Linked DNA regions of Zea mays: region 2 is linked to region 1. Evidence: chromatin contacts called from public Hi-C data. All regions are on one chromosome and are shown on one strand. The core of a region is the stretch at or near the end of the contact, and the rest is flanking DNA. Distances in the headings are between cores, read along the strand shown.

Region 1 (6,639 bases), core at 239-2,738:
GATGTGTTGATGCAAGATGGAACACAAGCGGGGGAATGAGGCTTATATTATCTTGCACCGGGGTGCTCGTAGTAGGGTTACAAGCGTCGCGAGAGAGCGAGGACGAGAGCGAGAGAGAGAGAGAGTCCCTGCGTGCGTCCGTCTCTGCCTGTCTCGTCTGCCCCGCGTCTCTGCGTTCCCCTTATTCTCAACGTCTCAACGTCTCAACGTGCCTTAGGAAGGCCCTGGACATCCCCTTTTATAGATACACGGAGATGCCCAGCTGTACAATGGGGTGTAGCTATGTGCTAACGTGGCTGGCGGAGAAGCGCCTTGAGCCCTGTACGTGTGCTAACGTGGCTGTCGGAGAAGTGCCTTGAGCCCTGTAGAAGCATAGCTCGCGGTGCGGCATGGATCCTGCTGACGTTTCCTTGCTTCCGTAGGGGGTTGAGAGCAACTGACGTCATGGGCACACGCGGGGAACCATCATTACCTGTTACCGGAGTAACCTTAGATGGGACACCGGTCTTGTTCCTTCGTAGCCTGAGGCAGCTAGCTAGGGGTAGGGTAATGATGTATCCCCTGTAGCGTAGTCGGTCCGAGGCCTAGGTCGGGCGAGGCGGAGACTTCTCCTGAGGCCGAGGCCTGGGGTCGGGCGAGGCGGAGCTCCCTGTTGCGCCCGAGGCTGAACTCGGGGGAGGTCGTGACTCAGCTTTACCCTGGTGGTTGGCACAGCAGTCGGAACGGGGTGAATAGCGTTGTTTTCCTGTCACATCGGTCAGTGAAAGGGTGAAGTGACTGCAGTCACTTCGACCTTGCCGACCGAGGCGCGCGTGTCAGGATAAGGTGTCAGACGATCCCCGCATTAAATGCGCATGCGATACGGTCGGTTGATAGCGCGATCCGGTCGAGGTCGCTGTACGACAAAGTTTGCCCAAGCTGGGCTTCGGGCGAGCCGAGGGTGCGCCTACTGCCTGAGGAGGCCCTCGGGCGAGGCGTGAATCCGGCCGAGACTACTGTCCGAGGCCGAGGCTGGGCTCGGATGAGGTCGCGTCCCTTGGTAGTCGAGGTCCTGACTTGAATCGTGCTTATCAGTCGTGTATGGTTTGCTCTAAAGATGTTTTCGAGCCGCGTTTAGAAGCATTGGGGGTACCCCTAATTACGGTACCCGACAACGTTTTTACTAGTAATTAAACTTGCCGCATATTCCCTCCTATGTCCTATTATTTGTCATTTTGGACAAAATTCAAATCAAACTTATAAAATTTTAACTACAAATAACTACTTGTTATTTAATTTTAAACCCTAATATTTATATGCACTTATTTGTCTTACAAATAACTACCTACATTCTCGAATATTTATCGCTTTTATTTTTGAACTAAACCATGAAAAAAAAAGAACAGATGAAATACTTATAAAAGTATAAAAATATTAAACGAGTTATTTATATTTTATAAATTTGAGATCGTGTTATTAATTTAAACGGACACCGGATCAAGCACGTGGTGAGAGGTGTGTCACACACCCAAACCCAACACAAAGGCGGCGCGGCGTCTGTACACGACCGATACAAGTACAACGACGAATCCCCCGCCCCCGCTACTGTTGGGGTCTGTTCATCGGAGAGGGCTGAGACGGGGAAGAAGCCCCGTACCCTATCGCGCTCGCCCCGGGGAGGAGGGGGAGGGACGGGCGGACTGGAGGGAGGCATCTGGAATTCTTAGCCTCCTCCGCCGCGGCCTCTACTAAGCAGCACGCGAGGACGCCGGTACTCCGCCGTCTCTGTTGAATTGCTGTTACCCCGCCGTGGCGTCCCTCCCCCATCCGCCGGCCGACACGGATTGGATTGGATTGGGTTACTGGTGGTGAGTAATCCATCCCACCCATCCGTCGGCCCTCGCTTGGTTGGCGCATATCATCTGACAAATTCGACTGGATTCCTACTCTGCCCCCTCGCTATTCAGATCCCCAAAGCCTGGGTGCTGGGGCTACAAGGCCGCTACTTTGCCCCTTGCTACGCGCTCGCCCGCGAGAGCCTTGTGCCTCTCGTCTCCGGCAGACGCCATGGACGAAGAGGACGACGACCAGCGCCTGCTGCACAGCCTCGGCGTCACGTCCGCCAACATCGAGGACATCGAGAAGAAAATCCTCTCGCAGGCAAAGTCCTCTCGCAGCTTTGAGTAATCCCCGCACCACCAAGTTGCTCAAGTTGCCCTCCTGTATGTGGTGTGCAGGTCCAAACTGAACCGAAGCGCGATGACGAGCCAGGAGCAGCCGTCGATGACCCCAGCGGGAGTAGTGTTGCGCCTGAGTTTGATGCGCAGGCCAATCTGCACCAGAAGCTGCGTTCCGTGCAACTCGAGATCGATGCCGTAGCTTCCACCATTAAAAGAGCTAAGAACGCCAGCGTTGATGGACAAGATAAAAAGAAGCAGAAACAAGCCAATCACACTTCTCAGGATGAACCTCATGGAGGAGCGCTCCAGCAGGCTCTTGCCACTGAGCGCCTTAAAAGCCTCAAGAAAGCTAAAGCTCAGATTCAGAAAGAGATATTGCAGTCGGACCCCTACCCATCTGGCTCGGACAACAGGAAAGATAAAATGCTAGCCATGCTGGTTGAAGAGGAGCCAAGGCGTAAGAAGAAGTCGCTAATGCCGGCTCGAGGGCCTAAGAAAACGTCAGCTCCTAGACTGAAAACCATGAGTTATGATGACGACGATGACTTCGATGCAGTGCTTGATGGGGCTTCTGCAGGATTTATGGAAACAGTGAGCTATCCTTGGGGTTTCTTACTTCTTTTTTTGGTCTTATTTGCCATGTTTCACTGCCTTTTAATTCTGATGTTATGTTATGTTTGCTGTAGGAAAGGGAAGAACTAATCAGGAAGGGCTTGCTGACACCATTTCACAAATTGAAGGGCTTTGAGAAGCGTGTTGAATTACCTGGACCTTCTCATAGGCAAAATGATCCCTCCGAACAAGCTGAAGAAGCAATTGAAGCTTCCAGGATTGCTAGAGTCGCTCAGTCAATGCAGCAAATTGCACAAAGTCGCCCTACAACAAAATTGCTTGATCCAGAATCTTTACCTAGGCTGGACGCACCTACTGCTCCATTTCAAAGGCTTGGAAGACCCCTAAAACGCCCTGTACCTCCTAGTTCAGAAGGACGGGAAAGGAAGAGACAAAGGAATAAGACCAAGAGGCCTTTGCCTGACAAGAAATGGAGAAAAGCCAATTCAAGGAAGGAATCACTATTGGAAACTGATGGTATGCCAAATTTGGTTTACAGTTTCTTAGACTGTAGGTTCTGCTATTATTCTATTTCTGTAATCTGTATGCATATACCAAATGATGTAATCTTTCTTGTTGTTTTCTTATTATATAAGTCCCCTGGGCAACTCATTGCTCCATGCCCTGGCAACCTCTTCCTATTATTTATTGGTAACCCAAAACCACCACCAGGAAGGGAAAAAAACTTTTGAAAATAAATCATCAATGATTATCTCGCCATACCTTTCTTGTTGTTCCCTATGACTCAACAGAATAGAACACATCTCCTAATGAAATATTTGTGTATTCACAGGTGAGGATGTTGGGGACTTTGCGACATCAGTTTCTGAGGATGATGATCAAGCAGCAGAAGGTGGATTATCTCCTGTTATTCTTGAAGGTGGTTTGAGAATTCCTGGCACAATTTATGAACAGCTATTTGATTACCAAAAAGTGGGAGTGCAGTGGCTGTGGGAGTTACACTGTCAAAGAGCCGGTGGAATTATTGGAGACGAAATGGGCCTGGGAAAAACTGTGCAAGTTCTATCATTTCTTGGTTCTTTGCATAACAGCGGCATGTACAAGCCCAGCATCGTTGTTTGTCCTGTAACACTTCTTCAACAGTGGCAAAGGGAGGCCAGTAGGTGGTATCCAAAATTCAAGGTGGAAATCTTACATGATTCTGCAAATGGTTCGAGTAAAAAGAGCAAGGCATATAGTGATTCTGACAGCGAAGGTTCTTGGGATAGTGATCAGGAAGAGGTTAGACGTGCAAAGCCTGCAAAGAAGTGGGATGACTTGATTTCACGGGTAGTAAATTCGGGATCAGGTTTGCTTTTAACCACATATGAGCAGCTAAGAATCTTAGGGGAGAAGTTGCTTGATATAGAATGGGGATATGCTGTGTTGGATGAGGGTCATCGTATAAGGAACCCTAACGCTGAGATAACGCTGGTGTGCAAGCAACTGCAAACTGTGCACAGGATAATCATGACAGGTGCACCTATTCAAAATAAACTTTCTGAGCTCTGGTCTCTTTTCGATTTCGTGTTCCCAGGGAAACTAGGTGTGCTGCCTGTATTTGAGACTGAATTTTCTGTGCCAATTACTGTTGGTGGTTATGCTAATGCGACACCATTGCAAGTGTCAACAGCATACAGATGCGCTATTGTTCTTCGTGATCTTATCATGCCATATCTTCTTAGACGGATGAAAGTTGATGTCAATGCACAGCTCCCCAAGAAAACAGAGCATGTTCTTTTTTGTAGTCTAACTGCAGGGCAGCGTTCTACTTATCGTGCTTTTCTTGCTAGTTCAGAGGTGGAACAAATATTTGATGGCAATAGAAATTCACTGTATGGTATAGATGTCCTAAGGAAAATATGCAATCATCCTGATCTACTCGAGAGAGAACATGCTGCTCAGAATCCTGACTATGGGAATCCTGAAAGAAGTGGAAAGATGAAAGTAGTTGAGCAAGTTCTCAAAGTCTGGAAGGACCAAGGTCACCGAGTTCTTCTGTTCACTCAAACTCAACAAATGCTTGACATTTTAGAGAACTTCCTGACGGCCTGTGACTACCAATACCGAAGAATGGATGGACTAACACCTGCAAAACAAAGGATGGCACTAATTGACGAGTTCAATAACACAGATGAAATCTTTGTTTTCATTCTGACCACAAAAGTTGGTGGTTTGGGTACAAACTTGACTGGCGCAAACAGGATTATTATTTATGACCCCGACTGGAACCCTTCAACAGACATGCAGGTGCAGTTTATTCTGAGTATCTTGTGTCTAGCTTATTTGTACTTCTTATAGGTGTGTACTACATATTAGCTTTTAACTTATTTGTGTACATCAATTAGTGTGACAATCAGTACAATTGTTGTACTGGACCTTAAAAAGGCTGACATAAAATCTGGATGCCAGTTGAGTGATGACTTTAGAGAGGAACAATTTTGAATCATTATCTGCTTATAGTCTTACAAGCATAATATCTCATTTATTATGTCCTAACTCCTAAGCTATGTGCACGCTTTCATTATTCCTTCATAAAGTGCTCTGCAAGCTTGCATCAATATCTGACCAGCACTTATCTGATTAATTTTTTTGTGATGCAGGCCAGAGAACGTGCATGGCGAATTGGGCAAACTAGAGATGTAATGGTTTACAGACTGATCACACGTGGGACAATAGAGGAGAAAGTCTATCATCGACAGATATACAAGCATTTCCTTACCAACAAAGTACTGAAAAACCCTCAGCAGAGGAGATTCTTTAAAGCCAGAGACATGAAGGATTTATTCACACTACAAGATGATGAAGGGAATGGTTCAACTGAAACGTCAAATATTTTCGGCCAATTGTCCAAAGATGTGAACGTTGGAGTTCCAAATGATGGTCAACAGCATCAGGTACATATTGCTTCGGCTTTGTCAAGCACCAGTGAAGCTGAACCATCTAATGGTGGGAACAGTAAAGTGGATGATAACTCTGACCAAGCAGACGAAGAATCGAGCATTTTGAAGAGTCTTTTTGGTGCTCAAGGCATTCATGTAAGCATCCTTTTCTCACCCCTAACATTTTTTTTATGCGGTGATTCAGTTTTCTGAATTAACATCCTGTTTTCTGATCTCACTCAGAGTGCGATCAATCATGATGCCATAATGGATGCTAACGATGACCAGAAAGTGCGCTTAGAAGCAGAAGCTTCACAAGTGGCACAAAGGGCAGCTGAAGCTTTACGTCAATCGCGAATGCTCAGAAGCCATGACAGTTTTGCTGTTCCCACATGGACCGGAAGATCTGGTGCTGCTGGGGCACCCTCCTCTGTTCGCAGGAAGTTTGGGTCCACAGTTAACAGCCAGTTGATCCCTTCCTCACAGCCATCAGAAACGTCCAGCAGCAGGAATCGAAGTCTTCCAGTGGGTGCTCTGAGTGGCAAGGCACTGTCATCTGCTGAACTTCTGGCTAAGATTCGTGGAACCCGAGAGGCATCTGCTTCAGATGCATTGGAGCATCAACTCAACGTAGGATCATCTTCCAATCTTGTATCAAGTCCATCTGGGAATGGTGGCCGTGCATCTAACCCTCCTAACAGAAGCATGATCGTGCAACCTGAAGTCCTGATCCGCCAGTTGTGCACCTTCATTCAACATAACGGTGGGTCTGCCACCTCCACGAGCATAACGGAACACTTCAAGAGTCGCATTCAGTCCAAGGATATGCTTCTCTTCAAGAACCTGCTGAAGGAGATAGCAACTTTGCAAAGAGGCGCGGAAGGTTCTGTGTGGGTGCTGAAACCTGATTACACGTGATTTTTAACTGTAGTTCACAGGAACAAAATTTTGGTATAGGAGTCGTTTTCGATAGGGTTTTATTTTTA
Region 2 (6,067 bases), core at 2,104-4,603, 250 kb before region 1:
CGATGTATCCATACATTATTTCAAGAATGTGCAACAAATGCGACATATTTTACATTATAGTAAGACTTACACATAGCTCTTGCTTCACCCGCTCCGCCTTGTTATTGAATTCCTGGCCGTCCCGGTCTACTACATCGGGGGCAACGACGTAGTGGTCGAAGGTGTAGGCTGGGCCCGTCACTCCGGCGTACTCAGCTAGTTTAGGGAAGTGTTCCCTGCACAGCAGACCGAGGATGCCATTGGGGTTGCGACGATGACCCCCAGCATTCTCCACAACCGTACAAGACCCGTTCAAGTGAAAAATAAAAAGTATTAGTTTATATTATGATTTTGAACATATAATATGAAGAAGAATGAAGAACATAAAGTTACATGCCTCTCCCCATCAGGCCGAATCAGCGACCGCCTGTCCCAAAGTATGAGACACTGAGGGAGACTCGTGGGACCTCATAGGTAGACGCTCCTCAAACCTGAGGCGTCCTACTAAGCGTCGTCGTCATCTTGCTGCTGGTGGAGGCGGCGTGGCGTGGAGGCGGCAGCGTGGCATGGAGGCGGCGACGACGACTGTCGGTGGAGAGAGAAGAGAGCGGCGAGAGAGAAATGAGTGCCCGAGTGGGCGCTCGGTGCGGCTAATGTCACATTCTTTGTCGAGTGACCGCGATCTGGCACTCGACAATTTTTTTTTAATTTAAAAATACGCTTTGCCGAGTGCCAAATCGCGGGCACTCGGCAAAGACGTCTTTGCCGAGTGTCCCCTAACAAGCACTCAGCAAAGACATATGTTCCGAGTGTCCCCCGTCTGGCACTCGGCAAAGCATTCTTTGCCGAGTGCCTTCCTTGGGCCTCGACAAAGCATATTTTTAATTTTTTTTTATTTTGCCAACCAAACTTTTTGTGGCATGTTTTTACACTTTGTAGACTTAAATGTTTCATTTTGGCATAGTTATAAAAGTGTTTTCTATAACTATTCGATTTAGTTCGTTTAATTGAATTTCTTCGGACGATTCTGATTTGAACTGCAAGTCACTCGAAAAATGAAAATCGTGAATGCAAAAATGATATCCGTTTTAGTTAACACAAGTTACGACCGATTTCAGGAGTAGACTGAAATTTTCGAGCATCATGCTCACTAAACATGACCGTGAACTTGCCATCAAGTAGTTTAAAAATTGTATAAAACACAAACAAAGACAAAAAATCATGAACCTTGTCCACATGTCATGATATCATATATAGAGTCTGTGATAAAAATTTGAGAATGTTTCGAGAAAGTTGTGAGGCAGTATGTGTAGAAACCTAAGAGAAATAAAAAAAGTTTATTTGGCAAAATAAAAAAAATAAAAATACTTTGCCGAGTGTCCAGCTGGGGCACTCGGCACAGCCTGCTCTACCGAGTGTCAAACGGGGGGGGGGGGGTGGGGGGGTGGTGCACTCAGCAAAGAAGATTCTTTGCCGAGTGCCAGAACTCGGCTCTCGGTAAAGGTAACGTCCGTCAGCTTTTGACGGCGGCTGACGGCCTTTGCCTAGAGCCGCCCTTCGCCGAGTGTGTGGCACTCGGCAAAAAAATCTTTGTCGAGTGTATTCTTGTGCCGAGAGTCCTGCTCTCGGCAAACGTCGTCGTTACTGAGAGCAGGACTTTGCTGAGTGCGACGCTCGGCAACGGCTTCTTTGCCGAATGCCCGACAAAAAGCACTCGGCAAAGACCCGGATTCCGGTAGTGTACGTCACATCATCAGGCTCACGTAGAGATGCCCTAACGTGTGTTTTGGGCCCGGCTCGCCAGACACGGTTAGAAAACCGGGCTAAGTTTGCGGGGTCAATTTCCTGTCTGAACCCGGCCCTCAGCGGGCCTAAACGGGTCGGGTCGGCCTATTTAGCACGGAAAACGGGCTAAGCGGGCCCGTAAGCACGTTTTAGTGCAAAAAGCGGGCTTAACGGGCTTAGAGGTAAACGGGCCGTGCCGGGCTAGCCCACCATGCCTAGTTTTCTGTCCGAGTTCGGCCCACTTATTCTTGCCGGGTCGGCCCGGGCCCGCATAGAACCGAGCCGTACCGGGCTTGGATCGAACCCAAACAGCGGGCTTCATGCTAGGCTCACGGGCCTCATGCTCATTGTCCATCTATAGGCTCACGCACGCAGTCGTTGGTTTCAATTGGCCGCCGTTCGTGCGTCGTCTTCGTGTGGCGCGAGCAGGCCGGAGTTACCTGATCCACACGCTTCATATCCCGTATAGATATAGGCCATACCGCCATAGCCAAGCATATCTCTCTCACATGGATGCCAAGCCAGATGAGATCTGCAGCGACCCGGCCGTCCCGTATCAGCAGTGAACCACACAAGACGACGTCCATGTTGCTCACTTGCTCACGAGAGAGGTAGCTAGCGTATCAATTGCTTTTGTTCCTTTGCTACGCCCATCACATCGCCCACGCCGCGACCCGGCACCAAGCGAGAGACCTCTACGTACGTACGTACGTATACGGCTACACTCCTACAGTATGTACGTACTGCGACGCTCTAGCTGCATCAGATTAATCAGAGGCACAAAAGCGAAACCTGCTCTAGCTCCTTTCGTCGTCGATCTGATACTACGCCATCATGGTTCATGCATGCACGCAGCACGCTACAGCTGAGCTAGCTTTGTGAACAAACGGTAGAGGAGGAAAAAAAAACTGAAGAACTGAATTCGTTTACGGATCAGAAGGCAGACAGATATAAGGGCAAATGCATGGACGACGGTACGTACATTATTATATGATATCATTCATTCATACAGACTATATATATAGAGAGAGAACATAAAAGAAGAGAACGATGGCGCGCGCGGCGAGAGAGAGAAGGTACGGCGCCCCGCGCCGCCGCCTAGGAGCCGAGGTACATGTGCACCCCGACGGCGACGAGGAAGATGGCGGCGAGGGCGAAGAAGAGGATGGCGTGGACGAGGATGGAGATGGCGCTGGTCTGGAAGTTGCCGAACTCGATGATCCGGCACTTGCCCGGCATCTGGAACAGCAGGCCCGGCGACAGCAGGATGAAGAGCACCAGCGAGACGAACACCGGCGCCCAGTCTTGCATCTTCGCGCGCTGCTTATTATCTCGTTATGCCCTTCTCTCTTAGCTAGCTTCTTGAATCTTCGTCCCAGCAGGAGATGCCGCTGCCTACAGTAGTTATTATATATGTAACATCTCTTCTTCTCGACCAGCAATCTCTATCTCTTGGTGTGCGTGTGGCCTGGCACTGGCAGAGATGAGCTCTCCACATATATGCAGGGTGCACACAAGGTGCCCTACGGCCCAAGAGGGAGGGACCAAAATACAGAGGTTGCGACGGAGCTGTCATGCACATGCCCGCATGCCACGCCAGAGCAAATTAACCGGACCGGAGCAATATAATGACCACCAAAGTGCGCCACACCAATGCAAAATTAATATAATGACTTTCAGTTAGGACTTGCACCTGACTCCTGGTCTTTAGCCTTTGGATTCTGGACTGCTGATGATGAGGATCATCAGGTAGACACGAATCACGGTTCAGAATATCCCAGATCGATGTTAATTGCAATTAAACATATATATCAAACAACAAGCTCTGCTTGAATTAAGAGCGAAACGCAAGGAGGATTTATCACTATACTGGAGTAGTACTATATAGTAGTAGTTTGGTACAGGAATGAAGCTTTGCACTGGGCCATTATTTAAGATGCGCCGAAAAGTCCAGCGCAGCGCAGCACTGACTGCTGGAACTAGAAGCTGAGAGACGATGGCAGTGGCGTACAGGACAACACGGACATCCATGCCGCCATCGAAATAATCAACCAGCCCGCCGGTGCGTGATGTTCCTGTTCGTCCCCTACGCGCTGCTGCGTATGGAATTGCAAGGACGACGACGTCGGCGCAGGGCCAGGCATGGGCGGGCCCAGGGGGTTTCATGGGTATTCATTGAATACCTATGCTTTTGGTGATCTATAGTGTTAGAACACTAATTTGTCAATAATGTATTACATAAAATAGTGTTAAACACTAAATTCTTCAATCTTTTGAATTTTTGAATACCCAATCTCAAATGTCTGGGCCCGCTTGCCAGGAGTACCGATTTTTTGGTTTTTAAACATTTTTTCTACAAAAAGTACATTTAAACAACTGGATGACTTATTTCATGTTTTGGATCCTTAGCTCGGCGTCACAGCTTATGACGCCGAGCTAACACATCTCGCTGTTGGGGGCCTTCGTTCTCCGAAGTTCCTAAAAAACGTAATTTAACAATATCTTCTAAGTGTGACATATGAATAGGTAACTTCGAACTCGGGTTAAAAGCATATACGATGTAAAAAGCATGATCGTGACGAAGGTTAGAGTTGCTTCGAAGCTACGTGCAAGGGAGCTTCGACTAAATAACGGAAAAAGGAACCGACTTAAAGGGGAAAAGTCTATCTAATCCTCATAGATTTATCTATAAGTCAATAGTAAATGTAAAGGACATCAATGTAATTTCCCACAGGCTGCGTCCTGTGCCTATAAATAGATGAACAGTGCCCCCATACCGTTCACGCTGACTTATATTCGCTTGTGTGTCACGCTTGTACTTTTACCCTCTATCAAGCCGAAGGTACATTTGTAATTCAATATTGTTTCTGTCTTTTCAGGATAATATGATGAGAATGAATTAATAATGTTATATGATTGTTTATATTGTCTCTTATATTTCATATGTTTCTTCTTTTATTAACATATACCGTATTTATGAAGGTATGTCCTTTATAACCTTTATCTGAAGATCATTATATCCTAAGAGAAATAATGCTTCGAAGGACGAAAGACATTAACATTTAATATTTTGTGTTGTCTTGTTCTTAACTCATAGCATTTGAGAACAAGTGACCAACACTTGCCGCCATAGCCTATGGCGCCTAGGGGTGGTAATAGATCGTGATCCAAATGCTTCTTCACAAAATAGTAGGGCCATAAATAAATTCTAGTTCAAAAATGAGTACAAATAGGGCGTGATCCTAATTCGATCCGATCCTTAAATCTTATAGTATAAAATTTAAAGCTCATTGTCACCCCTAATGGCGCCGAGCTTTAATGTGGCGTCGGCGGGCAGCGGTGGCTAGGGCTGTCGTGGCGCTGACGTGACCTCCTAGCTCGGTGTCACAGATCTTGGCACTGAGCTAGGAAGTCCTATAAATCGGTCGTTCTCCTGGCCGAGAGCTGCGCCCACCTCTTTTCTTAACATTCTCTCCATTCCAATCTTGTGAAAAACGACTAGATTTAAGATGGAAAACTTTGTATACCAAGGTATAGATGGGAGAGAGTAGCGGGATAGAGAAAGGATGGCTGATATTTTACTTCCGAGCTCGGCGCCAAAATCTATGGCGCCGAGCTCGGTTCCCCGTCGGCAACACGTCATCGCCCGGTGGCCATCGCAACACACGCCTCGGCGCCAAGATCTATGGCGTCGAGTTGTGTTAGCTCGGCGCTATGAGACATGGCGCCGAGCAAAGGGTCTAAAACTGACATAAGTCATCCAGGGGTCTAAACGTGAATATTTTTCATAAATTGGGCTGAAATACAAAAAATTCGGCCAGGAGTACGTATGGTGTATTTGATTGGATGTATAAGGAGGGATAAAGGGGACGTCCACAATTTATATAGTGTTTGGATGAGAGGCATGTGAGGGCGAAGTGAACACCGGAGTAATTTTGGTGGTGGCGTGATCCAAAAAATCGAGTAGACGATGTTGTTCTCGTCTCGTCCTCCTTTGACCTCAAACCAAACACATAGCTGGGGCGTGCATGAGACTAGTGAGGGAACATGAATTAGGCTATGAATAGCAGATTGTGCATGCCGTAGCCATATAAAAACTGTTTTGTACTGTAGACATATACAGTAGAGTTTGAATTGTAAGATGAGGATGAGTGAGATAGCCCGTAGGAAGAGGAGGAAGGAGCAGGACACCTCAACAGTACGCGCCACTACCACAAAGCCACTCGCACAAAGCCAAAACGGCAGCTCTCTAACAGGATGGTTTCGTTTCACCTACTGCTGCTTCCTAACCACCGCAATGCAA

What was found. A called contact is a pair of places that touch in the nucleus more often than the background predicts.
Region 2: a contact with region 1 is called in a Hi-C map of ear, with 2.6 times the contacts expected there. The contact joins the promoter of LOC100276184 here to the promoter of LOC103649923 in region 1. A contact is called at or near these places in 5 of 25 Hi-C or Micro-C datasets (bundle sheath, ear, leaf and 1 more).

The regions. Positions count from the first base shown.
Region 1 is chr3:32,344,360-32,350,998 of Zm-B73-REFERENCE-NAM-5.0, reverse strand. LOC103649923 (DNA excision repair protein CSB) reads left to right here and starts at 1,488. Exons shown (of 7, transcript XM_008675604.3): 1 at 1,488-1,847; 2 at 1,947-2,139; 3 at 2,217-2,750; 4 at 2,846-3,248; 5 at 3,565-5,021; 6 at 5,375-5,809; 7 at 5,897-6,639. The coding sequence starts at 2,047. The coding sequence ends at 6,571.
Region 2 is chr3:32,600,634-32,606,700 of Zm-B73-REFERENCE-NAM-5.0, reverse strand. It overlaps LOC100276184, which reads right to left and starts at 3,353. Exons shown (of 1, transcript XM_020550170.2): 1 at 2,674-3,353. The coding sequence starts at 3,075. The coding sequence ends at 2,863.